Linked DNA regions of Rattus norvegicus: region 1 is linked to region 2. The links are chromatin contacts, called in public Hi-C maps. All regions are on one chromosome and are shown on one strand. Each heading gives the region's core, a stretch centred on a gene start, on an enhancer-like site or on the middle of the called end of the contact. The rest is flanking DNA. Distances are from core to core; before and after follow the strand shown.

What was found. Hi-C and Micro-C count contacts between places; a contact is called where the count stands out from the background.
Region 1: a contact with region 2 is called in a Hi-C map of Schwann cells, with 4 times the contacts expected there. The contact joins the promoter of Edn1 here to the enhancer-like site in region 2. A contact is called at or near these places in 4 of 12 Hi-C or Micro-C datasets (the A7r5 cell line, the Rat2 cell line, Schwann cells and 1 more).

The regions. Positions count from the first base shown.
Region 1 is chr17:22,663,547-22,668,891 of GRCr8, forward strand. It overlaps Edn1 (endothelin 1), which reads right to left and starts at 3,141. Exons shown (of 5, transcript NM_012548.2): 1 at 2,889-3,141; 2 at 1,056-1,224. The coding sequence starts at 2,952.
Region 2 is chr17:22,099,406-22,104,260 of GRCr8, forward strand. All of the region lies in intron 3 of Phactr1 (phosphatase and actin regulator 1), which reads right to left. Among named protein-coding and RNA genes, the nearest start is that of Phactr1, 140 kb to the right of the region's middle. Within about 2 kb of position 3,391, at least 38 of the 93 cell types and tissues checked have an H3K27ac peak or open chromatin away from gene starts, as enhancers often do. A contact at or near this core is called in Schwann cells, where this site is marked.

The sequences.
Region 1 (5,345 bases), core at 1,891-4,390, 560 kb after region 2:
CAGATTACAACCTCTGTTTGGGTTTCTGCTTTGTGCTTTCTTTCTTTTCTGGTGTCAAGTGGGTCATGGGGCCAGAAAACAGAAGGACTCCAGCAACACCAAAACATAAGGTTTTCTACTTCAGTCATGTGTGGCAACGCTGCCTGGTGGAGCATGGCACCTTGGCACATTGCTCTAGAGTTCAGTAAAACTGAATGGCTGTGAAGGACTTAGTGTCAAAATGCTCTCCGATAACTTGCAATGAGTCCGTTTCAATTCACTCAACAAGAAACGGAGTCCTCCCCTTGGTAGAAACACTACTAAGGATTAGGTCCTCGGTGGTTTGGGTCTGGTTTGGTTTGGAACTTGGCCAGCCATTGTAGACAGAATAAATGTGTTTGTTCTTTCTGCTGATTGCTCCTAAGGAGTGGACTAGTGTTGGGGGCTGAGGGTAAAACAGCCTCTGTTCACTCTGAAGGTACAAGAGAAACCTATGGGCGCTGTTCTGAGCTCTGCCTTGGATCACAGTTTTCTAAAGACGAAAGAGAGAAACAGGAAGCTCAGTTCCCTGCTCTAGCCCTACTCCCAGCTCATTCCTGTGCAAGGGGCTTCAACATTGTGTTTCTTAGTTTTCCTATAAGTAAAAGAAAGGAAATATGTCATAACTCCCTATTACATCTGTATGTCTGGAACAGATTCAGCGAGCCTCTCTGAGAAGTATAGGTATGTTACCCTCCATAGGACCTGGTCTACTGATCCCTAAGTCCACATCGAGAGCCTCTCGCTACGTTCTTCCGTCCCTTTCTTGTCTTCAAATGCACAATTCCTTCCTGTTTGCCCTCATCCCACAGTAAGCAGTGTGACTCTGAGCCTCTCAGAAGACCCTCTCCTACATGGCTACCACTAAGCTCATCTGTCTCAGTCAGCACTGTTCCCCCTGGGAGGCACGTTTTTGCCTTCAGAAATGCAAAAGCCCAGAAACCTCCCAGAACAGAAACCCCAGCTGGGTCTCCCAGCTCCAGAAAGCCCCAGCAGTAAGAGGATGGCTAGGACTACAATGCCCTCTAGAGACTCACTCGGGAGTGTTGACCCAGATGATGTCCAGGTGGCAGAAGTAGACACACTCCTTGTCCATCAAGGAGGAGCAGGAGCAACGCTTGGACCTGCGGGGTCTCCAGGATGTGCTGGGAGGGGGGCTCTGCACTTCCTTCTCAGCTCGGGGGCTGAGCTCTGCTCCCAAGACAGCTGTGAAGAGAACAGAGGGTCGGGTTAGTAGGAATCTCTCTTCAGGCGTCCAGAGCAAGCACCTGCATCCAAGTATTCAGGCCAGATCTAGCAGCGCAAATAGAAGCAGACAAGGCATAAAACTGCCTTTAGCCAGAAACACAAACAGAAAGAAAGAGACTTCTTTGTTCTCCGTGCTTAACAGGACTTCACCCTTACCCTGGCTGGCTTATCCAACCTGCAGGGAGATTACACACACACACACACACACACACACACACACACAGAGAGAGAGAGAGAGAGAGAGAGAGAGAGAGAGAGAGAGACAGAGACAGAGACAGAGAGAGAGAGAGACAGAGAGAGAGAGAGAGAGAGAGAGAGAGAGAGAGAGAGAAACAGCTAGGAAAGGACTCTTCCAGTCTTCTGAAGACGCTTCAAAATGGAATTTTGAGGAAGTCCATACCTGAGACTTAGACTAGCACAACTCCCATAGATTAAGCTGGCTGGTGGCCACAAGTAAATAAGACAGACCGTCTATTCCTAGCAGCCTTGGAGCCACGTTCCCAACTCAGGATAACCTCCTTAGGGGTACCCACCCCATTCCAGCTCGTGTAGGGGCACAGAATGATCTAGGTTGCATATGGGTGCCTTTTTATGTTAGGCAGAAAGCAAGAACTTCCAGAAAATGCCTGGACACCGAAGAGAAACTGACTTTACAACAGTCACTGCAGGTGGGAGATAAGTGGCCACTCAAGGAAGAGAAGGTACAGCTCAGGGGAGCCAGGGAAGTACTCTGGGTTCAGAATCCTGGGGCCGCACAGCTTGCGTGGGACTTGACACCTCCCTCTGGCCCAACACAGCATCGCTAGCCTCTTTCAATTGACCATTTGGTCGTGCATTTTCTCTTCCCAATTTTGTTCATTTCAAACGATCAGACACATTCCAGGATTTTCATCCCTTTGACAACCTCTCTCTTTGCTTAGGGTCAGGTGAAGACAAAAAGAAGGCACTGACCCTAAAAAAACAGGATGGGAGGAGAAAGAACCAGAAGCGGCCCATACTGTCTAATTCCTTAATCAGGCAGGAATGATCCCGGCTCCCTTCCCAGGACAGGTGAATACTACTGAAATAGAGCTCAGGCTGTTTGAGGATGCCAAAAACCTGCCAAATGAAACCTTAAGTCAATAGTGACAAATTTTAAAGAAAGCATGTGCTTCGCCCTGAAACCGCCTGCGGGGTTACTCAGCGCACGGTTGATCGGCAGGTGATTTCACTGCTCACGTTGTGCCTGCATGACCTGAATAAAATTCCTTGGCTTTAAGCTGGAGTGTTTTAGTATTTTACACATTAGCACACTATCAAGACAGCGTTTGAATAAGCTCCTAAATGCACCATGCAACCCTAAACACACGTATTTCAAATATATCCTTGCCTCAGCTGTAGCCACTCAGCGATACGGCTACAACGTTATTTTAAAGCTATGTGATACTCGGTTGTAGTCAGTTGTATTCAAACAGGAGTTTTATTCCTTTCGCTGGCACACAGAAGTAATTGCAAGGCACTTGCTGCTCCAGCTTCAGTAATTTAAAAAAAAAAAAAAAAGGACAGAAAGAAAAAAGAAAAGTGGAAAACAGAAGCGAGAACGGCGTTGCGCTGAAGCAGAAAGATTCGCAAGTGGCACCTACCTGTTTCTGGAGCTCCTTGGAAAGCCACAAACAGCAGAGAGAAGATCACGGGAAAATAATCCATTCTGCAAAGGGATCAGAAGAAGAGGAGGGAAAAAAAGAAAAAAAAAAGAAAGAAAGAAAACTCGGTTGCAAATGGAACTCAATGCAAAACGAAGAGGACGGTGTCTGGTTGCTCTGATCGCCTCTGGCTTTTGGAGATCTCAGCGCGGTCTTCAAAAAGTGGCCCCTTCACCGGAGCGAAAGCGTCGCGGGCAGCCCGGGAGGCAGCGCTCGAGGACAAGCGGAGCAGACCCAGTCAGGCTCTCAGCGCCAGTGCTGGAACGCGTCTGGCTCGGACAGCTCTCCGCCGGGCTTTTTATATTGAACCCCTATAGAGTGGGGGTAAACAGCTCCGACTTTATTCCAGCCCTAAACAATGTTATTGTGTGATTAGTCACCCACAGGCAACGTGCAGCCGGAGATAAGACCCGGCTCTAGAGGAAATCACGGCTAACTTCAGAGGCAGACGCCCGCCGTCTGACAATCCAGGGGCAGGGCTAAGAAAAAGAAAACACCCACTGGACAGAGACCTCTGCAAAACCTGCACCGAGCGGCAGCCCGCTTCCCCTTTTGCTAGCTGCCAGCCCCAGAGTTCAAGAATCAAGAGGTTCTCCAGAAGAAAAGTCACCCCATTGGAATGAAAAGTATGAAGTACAATTAAATAGATTGTATTGTGCGCGCGGGGGGTGGGGTGGGGGTGGGGCTGATCATTGTTCACTTGATTTTCCTTTTATGTCTTTCTGATTTCTTAGTTGGATTCAAACCAGGGGAGGATCCCCCTCTTCGTTCTTCACTCCCTGCTACTTGGGGTGGGGGCGGGAGGAAGACCAGATTATTTAGGGAGATCAGCTTACTTTTCCAAACTCCCCCAAGTCTTTTTTAAACTGAAGTTCTTCGCAACGGAGGTGCGAAGGATTCCGTCAGGAGCTAGCAAGGAGGGAAAACTAAGGAACAATGATAACAACAGCAATATGGTTTCGTCAGGCACATCCTAGTATCGCCGATCAGAAGGACCCCCCCACTCTCTCCCCCCTCCAAAATTTCCTGTGCCCAGCCTCTCCCTGGGAATTGCACCCCCCACCCCCCCCCACCCCCCGCGCGCGCGCGCGCTATCGGGAAGAATCTTGAGAAATGGCAGGAACGAACACCAGGGGGAGACGAAGAGCTGCAGGGGCTTGTGCTTTAGTAAGATAAAACAATTAAAGCCTTGGCTTCTAAATGATTAGCAACAAGCCGCGGCCGGGCAGAGAAGGGCGCCTCACAGACGAAAGGAGAGGTGACTTCAGGGCATTCCATTATTCCCTTCCCTGACTTCCCAGTCTCCTCCGCCCCACTTTGCTTGCACACTGGGGCGAACCAGTGTCCTGTGCCTGATTAGGAAGCTACAGGGAGAGCGTGGGGAGGGGAGGACTGCCTATGCTGACTGAGTAAGTGGATCAGATCATACCTCACCGTTTAATAACGTGTTTACGTTTTCCAAACAGTTTCCTGTCTATTTTGCCATGAAATGCTCCCTCCCCCGGGTGCCCATGGGTTATTAAGGTACAAGTGACAACATGTCTTCATGAATAAAGCAAAACACACATAAAGCACATTGACTTTTTCAATAAGCTTCACTTTTCAAGGGAGGAAGAGGGAGGACCCCCCAGAATGCCCAAAAGCTGGAAACAACACGCGGGATCCACTCAATGGTTTCCCTATAAAGGATCTAAATCAAGATGTGAGGATGCCACCGCAAAGGTCCCTCTTTCATCCCTCTTGTTCTACTCCGATTTTCCCTGGGAGTAGATGCCAAGAGAGACTCACTTCTAACACGGGACCCACACAGGGACCCACCCCACGCAACTATTCATTTAGCTCTTCAACTCTACAATCAAAAGGCAGATTTGATAGCGATTCCCAAGCTGTGGACAGGGACATGCTTAGGCCTAGTGAGCTCTCTGGAAATCTCGGTAGGGGAGACAACACAGCAGCAGCTTTAGGTCACTGAGAACTCTGTCCCTTAGGAGACTCTGTACTAAGAGCTGGAGACATTGGAGAAGCAGGAACCAGCAACCCTCCCACACCCACACCCGAGGCCCAGGGCCACTGGTAAGCTTCTGCCTCTGCTTTGCTTACCTCAGACCTACCCCGGAGGGTGGGGGCCAGGAGGTGACAGCTACCCCTAGAACTGGGCCCCAACAGGAAGCCAGCTCATCCCACCCCAGCTCCTCAGGGGACCTGGAGGAGAGGAGAGCTGATGTCACCTACCCAAAGTCCAAGCTTCCCACCGGCAGGGGAAAGGTGGCTGGGAAATGTACACCCCACCCCCACCGCTTTCTGACCTCCTGGCCAATCTGACCAAACTCTGGCAACTATCAGGACCAACCTGTCCTCAGCTCCGCCCCGGAAATGCCCAACCCAGTTCTCGAAGGC
Region 2 (4,855 bases), core at 2,141-4,640:
GACCAAAAGCAACCTAATGGAGGAAGGGTTTACACTGGCTCGCAGTTCGAGGGGGTACAGTCTGCCATGGAGAGAAAGACACGGGGCAGCAGATAGCACTGAAGATGTGCAGCAGGGACTTCTTGCTCCATATCTTGGTGGAGCCGGAAGCAAAGAGTGAACAGGGAGTGGGGCTGGGTTATAAAACCTAAGTCCCGCCCCAGTGACCTTCTCAAGGGTTCACAGTCTTCCTGAACGATGCCACCTGCTGGAGACGAAATCTCCAAACTTTGAGGATTCAGGAGAATGTTTCACATTCCAATCACAACTGGTGACTCTATATGGTTTACGCTGAAAAGAATATTGTTGTTGTTATAGGTAATTATGCAGGTTGGTTTGTTCACACCTATTTAATAAGAACTTCTCTTATGCCAATCAGTGGTTTAGGCTGTAAGAATATGTCACAGACAGTAAAGAGACAATAGAATATGTAAAAAAAAAAAGGTTTAAACAGCATCTATATTGTATTATTTTCTAACATCTATGTATTAAAGTGGGGAAGATGACACATGAAAGGTCTAATCAAAACAGTTAGACCACGTCACCGTTTTAAATAAGTGCAATCTTTGTCCTCTCCTGTGTTTCTTTGTACGGGATGCTTAGGACTGATATAGTTTGGGACATGCTATATTGTTTCTCAGATGTCTCAGAGATCAGAAATTTGCTGATTGCCACACAGCAGAACTCATCCAGTCTTGGGATGAACTTTGTGGTGACATCGTGGCCTGGCAGAAAGGTTAGTGAGTAGTGATACACGGCAGCAAACGGCACACGTCATTTCTCAGGTTTGAACGGTGGTAGTTGAAGTAACAGCCTGAGGCTTTTCTTGCTGTTTAGCTCTATCACCTTGCCTTTTAGTTGCATGCGTTTGCAGTATCAGAGCCCTGGGATGCACTCACTAAAAGAGATTAGCAATTTGAAAGGGGCGGTTCAAAGTGAACGCAATCGCTCACATGCAATACCAGATCTAGTCACCAGATGGCGGTAGAGCTTAAAAAGTGTAAGGAGGTGGGGAGGGACTTTTACACTTTTGCTACCACTCAGGTGAACAAATTGGGTAGGTAAGTTATAGTTTCCCGGAGGTAACATCGTTCTTCTCTTGTGCCTTTCAGCTCATTAGATACAATTGGGGTTCTAGAATGTTCTCTGCCTTGACCATCCGGTTTGGTGACTGTGGAGGCCCGGGTGAGTCCTCCAATGATCTGTCTGGGAGGGCAGGCTCTGAGCTCTTTAACCAGAGAGGTGAGTGTCTGAGCAAAGATGCAAGTCCCGCCCCAGTGACCTTCTCAAGGGTTCACAGTCTTCCTGAAGGATGCCACCTGCTTTGGTCGGTGCTAAGAGAGAGGGGCAGACGAACTGGTTGAAAACAGTAAGTGCACAAACATGACTACACCCAGAGGTACAACAGGCTACAAGGGAGGACTGGGAACGGCCCCCAATACAACTTTCAAATCTCTGCCTTCTTCACAGAGCCATCTTGCGTGCCTGGAACCCACCTATAGACTAAGTGTTCGCTTTCGGACATATCTTGCTGCCCGTGACCTTCTGGCCCCTACTGCCGTGATTACCCTGGCTCATTTGTTGTGGAGATTCTGCAGCTGTCCGGAGAGAGGACGTGCTTCAAGGCCCCATCAAAACAAAACCACAACCCTGCTATGTAGTACAGGCTGGCCTTGAACTGGAAATCCCCCTGCCTCTATCTTTTGGGTGCTGGGATTGCAGACGCACACTACCTCATCGAGCCTAGATAAAAATATACTGAGAGATAACAGCAAAGTTGGCCATTGTTATTCCCCCCACAATCCTCCCTCTCTCTCCTTCTCGCTCCATCCCTCCCCGACTCCTCTCTGATTTTGGTTTCTCAGCCCACAGTGCTTTCACATATCTGAAGTAAAGCAGCCTCTGGAGCCACATGGCCTTGTCTGGCTCGGGGTGGGAACCGGAGGAGCTATTCATACCCCTTTCACCTCTCAAGGTCCTGGCCTCTACCTCCACCCTGAGTTTTAACTTCCTGAGACTCCAGTTACCTGCAGCCAAGCAGGATACTGAATAAAGTATGAAATGAGAAGTTCTAGAAAGGGTTCTTAAGCTTTGAATAACTTCCGGTTTAGTTGAACAATTACATGACCTGTAAAATGGGTGCTACTTCTCTTGTTATCCAGACCCTCCCACCCCCTCATCCCTCCACACCTCCCCTACACCCTCTCTCCTGCGGGCCCCGTTCTACGTGTTCTATGTAAAAGCTGCTGGGAGCCCTGAGCTTGGCAAATGGCTGCTACTGGGGAAGAAGCTGGTTGCTCAGGCAGGGTGAGCGAAGGGTTAGATAAGAATATCTCAAAAGCACCCCCTTTATCCATTCTCCAGTTGACAAACATCTAGGCTGTTTCCAGTTTCCAGCTTTGAAGAAGGGAACAGCAACGAATGTGGATGATCAGGTGCAAAATACGTCGTTTTAAAGGTTCCCTTGAAAAGCGGGTAAAATAAGGGAGTAGCCACCTGATGTGGAAACATTCTTTCCACGTTTTTATTTCAAGGGAGGAAGATAGGGTTTTTATGAAGATAGGGTTTTTATCGGCCATCAAGAAATAGGGGTTGGGGATTTAGCTCAGTGGTAGAGCGCTTGCCTAGGAAGCGCAAGGCCCTGGGTTCGGTCCCCAGCTCCGAAAAAAGAACCAAAAAAAAAAAAAAAAAAAGAAATAGTACTGCGAGGTGGGAAGGGGGTGAATGGGGTCACCGTTTACTCTGCAAGCCTATGGGTGCAGGTCCGGATACTTAGCACCTCTGCTAAATACCGGCGCAGTCACACAGATCTGCAACCCCACCTCAGAGGCACAGAGACAGGAGGATGCCAGAAATGCACCTGCCTGCCATTCTAGCTGAAACAGTGAGTTCCAGGCTCAGTGAGCAAGCGTGTTTAAGCATAAGGCAAAGAGAGGTAGAGGAAGACACCGTGGGGTTGACCTCTGGTCTCTATGTGGGCAGGAATAAGTGAGGATGTACGCATGCGCACTTGAAATCACTCCTCCTCTCCTACACAGAAGAAGAACTGAGCCTCAGTGTTGGTCACACATCACTATCAAGCGTTGGGCCACAGCAGAAAATAAACAGAAGGGAGATATGCAGTCCCATCAGGTCTTAGTGAGGGAGTGCAAGGTGGGGAACGGGCAGTGGATAATGCACAAGTTACAGTTAGGAATGGGAGTGAGCTCTGTCTTTGGTCTGCAGAGATAGGGAGAGGTGACCTGATCGCCACTGCATGAAAGATTGGCTGTGATTAACAATAGAGCACTGTGTTTTTCAAAACTGCTGCCAAGGGAGCTATGAGCATTCTCACCACAAACAAACGCCCCATGTCTGCAAAGCTGAATGACAGTCCTAGTTTGACAGTCACAGTGTATGTCACCGCCACAGACCACAGCCTGCACATGCCAACCAAAACTAAATAAAAACAAAGAAACCCCAGAAAATAGAATAGCCAAGAGGTTACAGGGGTTAAAGATGACTGAAGGCTGTTGGAAAGGAAAAACTCAATGGCGCGGAGGGACCGGAAGTGTTGTGGGTAGTTTTAATTTCAAAGCCAGCGATCTATGTATGCTTCATTTTGAGGATGAGGTCTGAGAGATTTCTGAAATGGAGTGGAGGTGTTGGGTGGACAGTTGTCTCTCTCTCTCTGGGGGAAGATGACTCTAGTCAAAGAAGGAAGGACTCACCCTCCAACAGGGATTAAGTTTGTGCTGGGGGTGAGAAAGCCCTGAGAAGGAAGGTTGGTGAGAGTCAAAAAGTTGCACGAATGAAGTCATAGGTCACGTATAACCCTGTCCGTGAAGTCAACAGCTGGGCTTTTCCTTCCGAATGAATGAAACTGGAGTTACTTCAAGATTGCTGGGTGAAAATGTTCTGGACAGATTTACACAAGTACAGGGAGGGTGAAAGTCTCCCTCTAGTGGCGAAGCTGGGAAATGCAGGCGCAGGAGCACAGTAGTTGCCTGTGAGGATTGTGGCCTTGGTCCTGGTGGTGGAGAGAAAATGACTACAGGCTTGCAAGACCCCAGGCAGCCCCAGCAGTTTCAGGGTACTTGGAAGACGGAGCCTCGGAAGATTTCCTATTGTAATTACAAATTACAATTGTGAATCCATCTTCCATTTACCACATTTGTTAAACAAAGGGATTTCTGGGGCTGGGGATTTAGCTCAGTGGTAGAGCGCTTACCTAGGAAGCTCAAGGCCCTGGGTTCGGTCCCCAGCTCCGAAAAAAAGAACCAAAAAAAAAAAAAAAAAGGGATTTCTGAGCTCAGGACTTGAAGTGTGGAAGGTGGAGTCAGCTGAAGAAAAGTGGCTTTGCCTATCAGCAGACACTTCTTGATGCCACGTATGGTCGCGGGACACAAAAGCTTGAGTGAACTCACAGAATCTCCTTAGCCTTGTCCTTTCGTGGGGAAAGGTTAGAGACTCGTGCCAGGCAAGGGTATAACTCAAGTATCATGCTCCAGTCTACATTTGTGATTCTCCCAGCATGCTGTGCGTAGAGTGTTTAGCACCAAGAACAGACATTCACCAGCCCAGTTGTCTGATTGAGGGACATTTAAGGCACCTCTCTCTCACTCCCTTGACTGTGGGAGGAGTAGGCCTGTGGAGGTCTATAATCTCAGGCCGTTGAACACTTGGTCCCCAGTTGGTGGCACTGTTTGTGGAGGCCTGTGTGTTGCAGCCTTGCTGGAGAGAGGGGCTTGCAGTCGCTGGGGGTCTGGCTTTGAGATTAAAAGCCTCGCCTCCTTTCCACGTCACTTGCTCTACGCATGCGTCAGAGATGTGCGCT